Regions from separate parts of the Mus musculus genome. Here region 2 is linked to region 1. Evidence: chromatin contacts called from public HiChIP or PLAC-seq data. All regions are on one chromosome and are shown on one strand. The core of a region is the stretch at or near the end of the contact, and the rest is flanking DNA. Distances in the headings are between cores, read along the strand shown.

Region 1 (4,718 bases), core at 1,663-4,162:
TAGTGTGGTGTGTATCTGTGTGTAGTATGCTGTGTGTGTATGTGTGTGTGTATGTGTGTGTGTGTGAGTTTGTATGTGTTTGTATAAAAAATTGTGTGAGTGTTTGTGTGAGTGTGTGTGGGTTTGTATGAGTGTGTGCTGAGTCTGTGGGGGGGTGGTAGTTGTGTATGTGTGTATGTGTGTGTGGTATGATGTATGTGTATGTGTGGTATATATATATGCGTGTGTATGTATAGTGTGGTGTATATGTATATGGTATGCTGTGTGTATGTCTGTGAGCATATGCGATTGTATGGATGTGTGTGTGTGTGTGTGTGTGAGTGTAGGTTTGTATGTGTGTATGTATGAGTCTGTGGCTGTGTGTGTATGTATGTGTGGTATAGTGTATATGTGTGTGTATGTGTGGTGCATATGTATGTGCATGTGTGGTGTATATGATGTGCTGTCTGTGTCTGAGTGTGTGTTGTAGTGCATGTGTGTGTGTGTGTGTGTGTGGTTAATGGGCCCACAACCAAACTTACACAAATTGCCAGAGGCACTAGTTCCTGTCCCCTGATTAGATTAGAGGCTCACTAAGAGAAAGGCGGTGTTCCTGGAGCATCCACAGGGTGAAGTGAGAGGGAGGAAGCCAGTTGAAGCTCTCAAGTGGCAGCTCTGACTTTTCTCTGTGGGAGCAGCTTTTGTGGAAGTCCACCACAACCAAAGGTTTCCTTGCACAGAGATGGATTTTGAGCAAGTTCATTCATTAGGAACACGGGCATCCTCTTAACTTTCTGTTATACTCCTGTATCACTTTAAAGTCTTTCTAGCTCCCTGGGGTTTTAAGTGCAACAAATCCATACACACACAGCTTTTTCCAATATATCCAGAGCCTCAGGCATCATAAAATTTTATAGCAGAAAGTGACCTTGGAAATGATCTATTTCAATGCTTCATTTCACAGATAGGGAAATTGAGTTATCCAGGGGTTAAACGACTTGTCAAAGGTTAGTATTCAGGAAGAGGTAGAAGCAGGGCTTAAACTCATTTCCTGCCCTCCCCCCCCCCTTTGTCTACCAAAATTATGTGAGATGCTCCCAGAGCTAGGCTGTAAACTAACAAAGAAGGATCTTGCTTCAAGTAGAATGCTGAATTGTGAATGGCCTTACTCTCCCTTTGTGCAGGACAGTAGTCTCTGGTATATATTCAAAGCATATGCTAATGACCACTTTTAAATTCTTGGGCAGTTCTTAAATTTCAAAGGACTAAAACAGCTGCCTAAAGAACATAAAGGGAGTAATGTGGGTTCTTTGTGGAAGGGAGAAGAGGTGTGTCCTTAGGTCTACCCTGTGTTCGCTTTGTCCACTTACCAGCCATTAACAAAAGATATTGTCAGATACTAACGCCAAGGGAATGGTTGCCAATGCCAACAGACCTTGTACACTATTCTCTGGAAGATATAATTTATCCATTGGAGAAATAAAGAACTCCTTTTAGATTTCCAGTGCCCATTTCACACATACACAAACACACACACACACACACACACACACACACCACCACCACCACCACCACCACCACCACCACCACCACCACACCACATGGTCTTAGCATTGTCTTTGATTAATTCAGACCCCTTGAAGTTCACGTCGTCTCAAGAGAAATGTGCTTCTTCTTACTGCAGAGGTTAAGTCTAAAGGAAATTGAGTGTGTTTGCTCGATTTTAGTAGTTTGACCTCTGAATATATGGTCAGCCAGACGGGGAGGTGGGAACAGGCCATCCACAAGCTGAATTAAAGCGGAGTCCTGGCATCGCTCAGGAAAGCCTTCCCCCACCTGCTTCTCATTTCCTCTAGTTATTTCTGGTAATGAAGGTTGGAACTGTGGCTATATATTTTGAAGGTCTTGAAGGTCTATATATTTTTCTCTTATACAATATGCTAGTGATTAAGTATATGTCTCTGTCCACAGGAAAAAGACAAGACCTAAATGTTCCTGAAAGAATAGGAAAACCCCTTTAAGGACATTTCCTTAAAGGTTGACCACACCTGCCTTTCGACTTGCCTCGTACAGTTCTGCTTGGAAGTCTGTCTGCCACAGTGCAGTCTTCTGACCTGGCCATTGTCATCTGAGATAATTCTTATTGTTCTGAATGCTGGCTTTGGCCTTCATGATGGGCCAGAATGGCAAAGCGGAATAATAAAATCCACTCATTTTTAAAGACTGTGGGAGATGTCTCAGGGAGATCGAGGGCATTCGGATGAGAAAACAGCCCTTCCTGAACTCATTTTTTGCTCCAGCTTTTAATTCTCCAGTCATCTCCCAGGCAGGAATGATGTCTGTATCAGAAGAACGGAATGCATGCTCAAAAAAAAATCGCCAATTGGAGCCATCCCTTGGGAGCTTTTAGCATAATTTGTGATTGAGTTCAAGCCTGGAATTTGGCCCGGCCCCTAATCAATCCTTAGGTATTTCTGTTCTTTTCAAATTCCTGGGGCAGGCTGCCCATCTTGTTATGGCCTTCACTTGACATTCTGAAGTACAACATATCGATTGTCACTTTGCTCTCCCCCTGTCTGGTAGCTCCGTAGTTTCTCACTGATGAGAGGGGATATGTGATATGTATTCATGCACACAGGAGCTGCATGCTTGGGATTCACATTGGCCTGCATGTCTGTTGTGCCCAGAAATCATGAGAGGCAGTCAGCTCAGCCCCTCCCTGAAATCTGATGTGTATATATTATGAGGAGGAGTGAAGAGGGCACTTGGATCTATGCATCTGCTTGCAATTTCCTAATGGAATCTGGCAGAAGAGCTTTGAGGTAGGATAGGTTCCAGTAAAAAGCGCGTTCACAGAAGCTCGTCCCCCCAGACTTGACACCTATTTGCCCTCCGAGAGCACTGGGGAGATGAATCACGGAATGAGTCAGCGTTGGGTCAGCAAAGACTAATACCCTGATGAGAAGGGGGAGAAGACTCTAATTGTGTCCTTTTTAATCAGAGCATATGCTTAGAGGAAGAATCGAGGTAGGCAAGGTCCTGAAGGGGAAAGCATTTCATTATCAAAGACCAGGACTTCTGTATCATGCTGGGCTTTGGTGCTGTAGTTTGGACGGGGCGAGCTAGAAATTATCTTAAAGCAGAGAGCATGGAGCTGCCACTGAGACTGGAAGAGAATAGATCTGAGGAGTAGCGGTCTTCCATCTCGGAGTACCACTCTTAGGTGTGGAGAGCATCTCGAGGCTAGAAACACAACTGAGAATGCTTTCTCCGCCTTCGTCGGTGCATCACGGTGGCCCCCTCTTCGTCTGAGTGGACGGGGCTGTAAATTTAAACCAGAGACATCAAAGCAAGCTTTCAAAAGCTCCCTTGTGCCTAAATCCACCCTCTTCAGACCTTGGTCTGCTTTCCATCGTGGTCCAAGTATGACAAGGGTTGTGGGGACGCTTGCACAGTGGAAAGGGGATTTGGTGTCTGTGGTGGCAATCTAAGGAATCGACAAGTCCCAGAACTTAGTGATTCTCTGTGTACAGTTTTCAAATAAATCTCTGTCTACGGGAGTCCCGTGTCCTAAGGTAAATGTAAGAGAGATTCCTTATTTGGGATGTTCACCCAGTTTGCGTGGGACAAGAAGGCCTTTCTATAATGCATATCTTTCTCCAGAATCGGCGTGGATGAAATGCTGCAGTGTCGCTACATAGCCATGGGAACAAACATCCTGACCTTTGAGCATGATGGCTAATCTTGACTGTGCTTGGTTGAATTGAAAGAGGCCCAGATGCACGTAACAACTGTCTGTTGCCACTCAGCTCTAGAAGATCCAGCATCCTCTTCTAGTATCTGAGAGCACTCCACGTGCTTGGTGCACAGACAGACACACAAGCAAAACACTCATATACATAAAATAAGAATAATAAACATAAACGTAGGAGAGAACGCGAAAAAGGAAAGGGGTCTAGATGGATGTGGCACGCCTCTGCATGCATCTATAAAGGGATTTCCAGAGACAACTGGATCATGAGGACTTAGGTCTAATCAATGGCTTATTGCACTTATGGGATCAAAATCTGAATTGACCATTGGGAGGTGGTACAGCCTTGGAAGGTGGACCTGGTTAGGGAAAGAGGTCACGGTGCCTCTGAGAGAATGTCTGGGCTCTGGCCTCTTGTTGCTCTTCTTTTACTCCGAGCCAGCAAGAGGTGGGCAGCCTCTGGTGTGTCCCACCATACCATTTCCACCATTATGTCCAGCTTCACTTTAGGGCCCAGGCAGTGGGTTCAGGGGTCATGTTTTGAAATTGTGACTTAATAAACCTTCCTTCCCCTAAGTTGTTTATGTCAGGTGTTTCACCACAGAGATGAGAACCAAATGCTTACTTTCTTTAAAAAAGATGACCCCATTGTCATTTTCCCCTCAGCAATTGCTGATGGATGTAAATAAGGACCATATTTGTTTAGGGTTCACCTAAGCAGCAAAGCCTTGGTTATGGATATGTCCTTCCTTCAAAATGTTAGGCTTATCTTTATAACTTCAAAATGTTAAGCTTATCTTTTTAACTTCATATGTGTGCTCTGGATTTGCATATTAACTCCCCACTTCCTTCTCCAACCTTTTCCATGCCCCTCCCCAACTCCCTCTCCAGTTCATGGGCTCTTTTTCTTTATCGGTTACACACAGAGAGTGTCTTAATTGGGGTTGCTATTGCTATGATGATATCGTGAGCGAGGGAGGGTAAGTTG
Region 2 (4,718 bases), core at 632-3,131, 340 kb before region 1:
GGCCACCGTGTCTGCCATGAGCACCTCCTACGGGCCCTTGTTGTCAAGTCTCTATTCTAAGCACACCAGTCTGTAGAACTTCAGCCATTCCTGAAGAATTCACATGAAAAGCCTTTGCCATTTTTTTTTTGAGGGGTTGGGGGTGGGAGTGGGGCAAGGATCTGAATAAATAGGTCGGCATTATTTTAAGAGCAGACTGCAGAATCTCGGAGGGCAGGCGAGCAGAAGAGGCAAAGGAATGCTAACGAATAGTGTCAAAGCTGCCGGGGCGTGCTCTTGAGGAACAAAATATGCTTAGAATGTATGTCTCAAACAGAGCTGTTTTTGGGGCAAAGAATAGAGAGAAAATTGGCTTAAAAAAAAAAAAGGAAAGGCGGCTTGTGAAACTTAGTGACACGTCAGAGGTCACTGGCAAAAAATGTCTGGGAACCACTGTTACACTCTGGCTGAACCTTGCAGGGCTGCGTCCACTAATTCCGTGTCACGTGTCACTGTGAACAGGGCCACATCCTCAGTATCACTCTTCTCTTTCTCTCGCTGAAACTCCCATCAGCACCAAGAGCAGGATGAGCCCCCTTATATGCTCTGGGAGGGAGTGGGAGCCCGAGCAAAAGTCACTGCAGCTTGGAAATTAACATTTTCCCTCTGAGCCGGCAGACACCAACTTTCAGTGAGTTAATTTGTAAACTGAAAAGTTCCATGACAAGGTTTTTATAAGGCACTCTAATGATCCTATTGTGAGATAGCTAGCAGAACCCGGGACCTGCTTCATCCCTCTGCTGGATGGCTTCGTTTCTTACCTCTGTTAGCCACGAGTTAGATACATGTTGGCCTTAGGTCCTAAGCAACTGGAGCCCTTTGCAGAAAGTCCACCCAACTGTTTGTCCCTTTTCCCACCTGCTTCTTGTATAGATTTTTCCATTTCAGTTACTGGTAAGTCACAACTGTCTAATCAACAGTTATCCTGGATTCTTCTCTCTCTCTCTTTGCAGTCTTCCTTTGTGCCAACTACCTTTTTCCTGGACTATCACAGTAGACACTACTTGTATCCTGTTCTGTCCTTGGCCCTTGGCAGGCAAGTCTCAACTCTGCATTTAATGCTTCCATTTGAAAGGAGATGCTAACAGTCTTTCTTTCTTCCTTCCTTCTTCCCTTCCTTCCTTCTTTCTTTCCTCTCTCTCTCAATCTCTCTCCCTCCCTTCCGTCATATGTGTGTGCATGCACACACACACACACACACACACGAGCACGTGTGTGTGCACACATGCATGTGGGCACATGCATCCCACCGTGCATATATGGAGGTCAGAGGAGAAACACGGGGATCAGTCCTTGTCTTTTATTTTGGTTGAGATAGTCTCTTGCTCCCTGCCTCCATGCTGGCTTCTCTGATTGCTGTAGGAGCACTGGGATTGCCGCCACACACGCCTGGCTTGACATGGCTTCTGGGGATTCAGACTTAGGACCTTGAACTTGCATGGTGGGGTGGTTTGAGTGAGAATCCCCCACGCAACCAAAGGCTCATATATTTTAAGGTTTGGTCCCAGTTGGTTTAAGATAAGTTAGCAGGTATGGCCTTGTTGGAGAAGGTGTGTCACTGGGTGTGGGCTTTGAGGTCTCAGAAAGCCCATGCCATGCCCAGTCTCCCTCTCTCCCCTCCATCCTTCCTTCTCTCACCCCCCCCCCCCACCCTGCCCTCCGGCCCTTGCTCCCTGCCTGTCTGCCTAGGCACCTGACTACTGCCATGCAGGCCGTTGACTAGTCCTCTGAAACTGTACGTGAGCCCCCAGTTAAATGCTTCTCTTTGATAAGCTGCCTGGGTCATCACGTTTCTGCATAGCAACACAACAGTAACAGGATTTGGCAAGTGCTTTACTCAGTGAGCTCACCCGAGGCCCTGCTATTTGTTTACTGAATGACTGTCATTCTGAGTAAGTGACATGGAATCCTAGCTTAGTTTAGATTTGTTTTTCTCTAATGCTAGTGAGCTTCAACATTTTTTCCATGTTTACTGGCCATTTGTAGTTCATCTTCTGAGAACTTTGTTTCACCAGCTCATTTATTGATGGTGCCATTTGATTTCTTGTGGTTTTCTGAGTTCTTTTACTCTATATATTTACTCTCAGCCAGCTAGCCAGCCAGCCAGCCAGCCAGCCAGCCAGCCAGCCAGCCAGCCAGCCAGCCAGCCAGCCAGCCAGTCAGCCAGTCAGTCAGTCAGTCAGTCAGTCAGTCAGTCAGTCAGCCAGCCAGCCAGCCAGTCAGTCAGTCAGCCAGTCTGTCAGTCAGTTAGTCAGTCAGTTAGCTCCCTTGCTGTACAGAAGCCCCTTCAGTTTCACGAGGTTCCATTTGTCCACTGTTGGCCTTGATCCCTGAGCCTTTGTCTATGCTTATATCTCAGAGTTTTCCCTATTTTTCCCCCTCAGAGTTTCATGTACTACATAATAAGGCCTTTGACCCATTTGCAGGTTGTTTGTTTGTTTGTTTTTGTACAGACTGAGAGGGAGAGAGTTCTGGTTCCATTCTTCTATACATGTGGCTGTCCAGTTTTCCACCCCTGTTGAAGAGGCTGTCTTCCTTAGACATACAAGATGATGTCACTTTTTCTCAGTTACTATCTGTAATATTATTCTGCTTTATTTTGCTTCTAGCACTTATTGTAATTGAAATGATCACATTTCCTTATTTGTTTTACATGCTAAATATAGGCCCATGAGAGTGGCTGTTGACTGTGTTTCCCCATGGCTAAATACTCTGCCTTAAAACGCGACTGGGCACGGCACGGGTACTCAGTAGAAATTTCTCTTCTCCCCTCCTCCCTTTTCCTGTAACCTCTCTTCCCCCTCTTTCAGTTCCTTCTTCTCCTCCCTCCATTCTCCTTCCCACCCCTTTCTTCTTCTCCTCCCCTCCCTACCTTCCTTCCACCCCAGCCTCCTTCACGCTGGGAATAGGTGCTTAGGCTAACCTCAAATTCCTAGGCTCAAGAGGACCCTGTGTCTCAGCCTCTCAAGCAGCAGAGGCAACAGCCATGAGCTGACGACTTGGCTCAGGAGGGACTTCTTGAAAGACCACGACACTATAGAAAACAAACAAGCAAACAAACACAACACAACTCCAGTTTTTTCCCAACCCCCCCTTTTTTTTGTTAAACCAGAAAATTCTGATTCACAGAAAAGATGAAAGAGATGCACCACCGCCATCTATATTTATCTGGGGGTGAATCTGGGATTCTGGAAGGAGATGGATTTATGCTAAATTGCTAAATTTTGCCAAGTTTCATGCCCTCCTTTTTTTATAAATATCTATCTATACTTGTAAGATCACATAGAAATCTCGCCCTCTTCCTCCCCAACCATCTGAGAGTAAGTCCTGACACTATGACATTTTAACTCCAAGTACTTCGCCATGCAACTGAGAACAAGAACAATATCCAGAGAAAGCAATGTTGAAACCATAGGCAAAGCTCTCCCAGTTTATATTTAGCTTCTACCTGCTCTGGATGCCCTTCAGGGTCGCAGTATAGGCCAGATGACACACTGCATTTGGGCTTGCTAGCTCCCTCTAATCTAGGACACTTCCCATCACCCTGTCTCTGTGACAATGATAATTTTTAAAAGTTCATTCTAGTTTTCTTAAAGAATGATCCACAGATGATATATGCTAATAGCTCTAAATTTAAAAAGGGAAATCTATTTTCCTTCTCTGTTGTTAACAAAAAATTAAAAAATAAAAGTGGGTTCATTTTTTTCTATTTGTCTTTAAATTTCATGTTTGTTGATTATTATCTGTTAAAATCTATTTTAAAGGTTTTACTTTGTAGAATATCTAAGATGTTCAGATCAACAGTGGATTCAAAGGTGCAGTCAGTTTCTCTCGTGACAGCGCACTCACAGTGTCCAATCACGCTGCAGTGGCCTTTCCCACTGGTTCATTTCATTTTATTTTTATTTTTTAATAAAAGGTACCTGTGCACATATGTCTATTTATAACCCACACATGCATACATATTCATATAATTATATTCATGAGTTCATTTTTATATTGGAAATGCATATTAGTGTTCCTTGTTTCTTGCAAAGGGAAGCAGGCGACACTGAAGGGAATCCCATTCAAGATTCTAAGGTCTGTAGCACATGCTTCCCAGACTGGATTCAGGCACAAGGTAGCGACAGAGGAAGGCAGCGTGGACGGACCTCAAGGACTCTGATCTAGGAAGGATGCTTCTAGGACCTGGTGGCATCTTTATCGTGTCTTTATTGAATGAAGCACAGCGAAGGATGGGAATGGCTTCTTTTCTGAAATGCCATCTGTGAAATGATTCCTGTAAAGACTGACACATCCTCAAGGCAGCAGCTATTGGAGATACTCCATACACATCCAGAGCCTGGAGTGAGCCTGTGGAGGTATATCTGAAAGCACACACATGTACAGATACTCTTGTGTGTTTGAAAATATCCACAAAGAACTTTCCTTTAATCGCAGGACAGGCACACCAGGGAGGCAGTTGGGTGGGGTACTCCTCACATCTCCCTGCCCTCTTCACCATCACAGAACCTTATGCCTGAAGGCCATGATTTCCTTCCCTGGGTCAGAGCCTGAACTCCCCTGAAAATAACACCCACTATTTACAAAGGTGGGGAGGGGGCAGAGGGGAGAGATAGTGTGTGTGTGCATGCACTCTCGCATGCTTGCGTTCAAGACAGAGCGAAAGAGCCCAGACG

Evidence for each region. HiChIP or PLAC-seq counts read pairs in DNA pulled down with a chosen protein or histone mark.
Region 2: a FOXA1 HiChIP or PLAC-seq map of pancreatic cancer cells shows a contact between it and region 1. The contact joins two enhancer-like sites. A contact is called at or near these places in 4 of 484 Hi-C or Micro-C datasets (bone marrow-derived macrophages, embryonic fibroblasts, muscle stem cells and 1 more) and 5 of 115 datasets of contacts at active chromatin or transcription factors (the 230-238 cell line, embryonic basal ganglia, embryonic fibroblasts and 1 more).

What each region holds. Positions count from the first base shown.
Region 1 is chr4:32,173,120-32,177,837 of GRCm38.p6, reverse strand. All of the region lies in intron 1 of Gm42266 (a long non-coding RNA gene), which reads left to right. Among named protein-coding and RNA genes, the nearest start is that of Gm42266, 11 kb to the left of the region's middle. Within about 2 kb of position 2,912, at least 22 of the 459 cell types and tissues checked have an H3K27ac peak or open chromatin away from gene starts, as enhancers often do. A contact at or near this core is called in pancreatic cancer cells, where this site is marked.
Region 2 is chr4:32,516,489-32,521,206 of GRCm38.p6, reverse strand. All of the region lies in intron 2 of Bach2 (BTB and CNC homology, basic leucine zipper transcription factor 2), which reads right to left. Among named protein-coding and RNA genes, the nearest start is that of Bach2os, 53 kb to the left of the region's middle. Within about 2 kb of position 1,881, at least 71 of the 459 cell types and tissues checked have an H3K27ac peak or open chromatin away from gene starts, as enhancers often do. A contact at or near this core is called in pancreatic cancer cells, where this site is marked.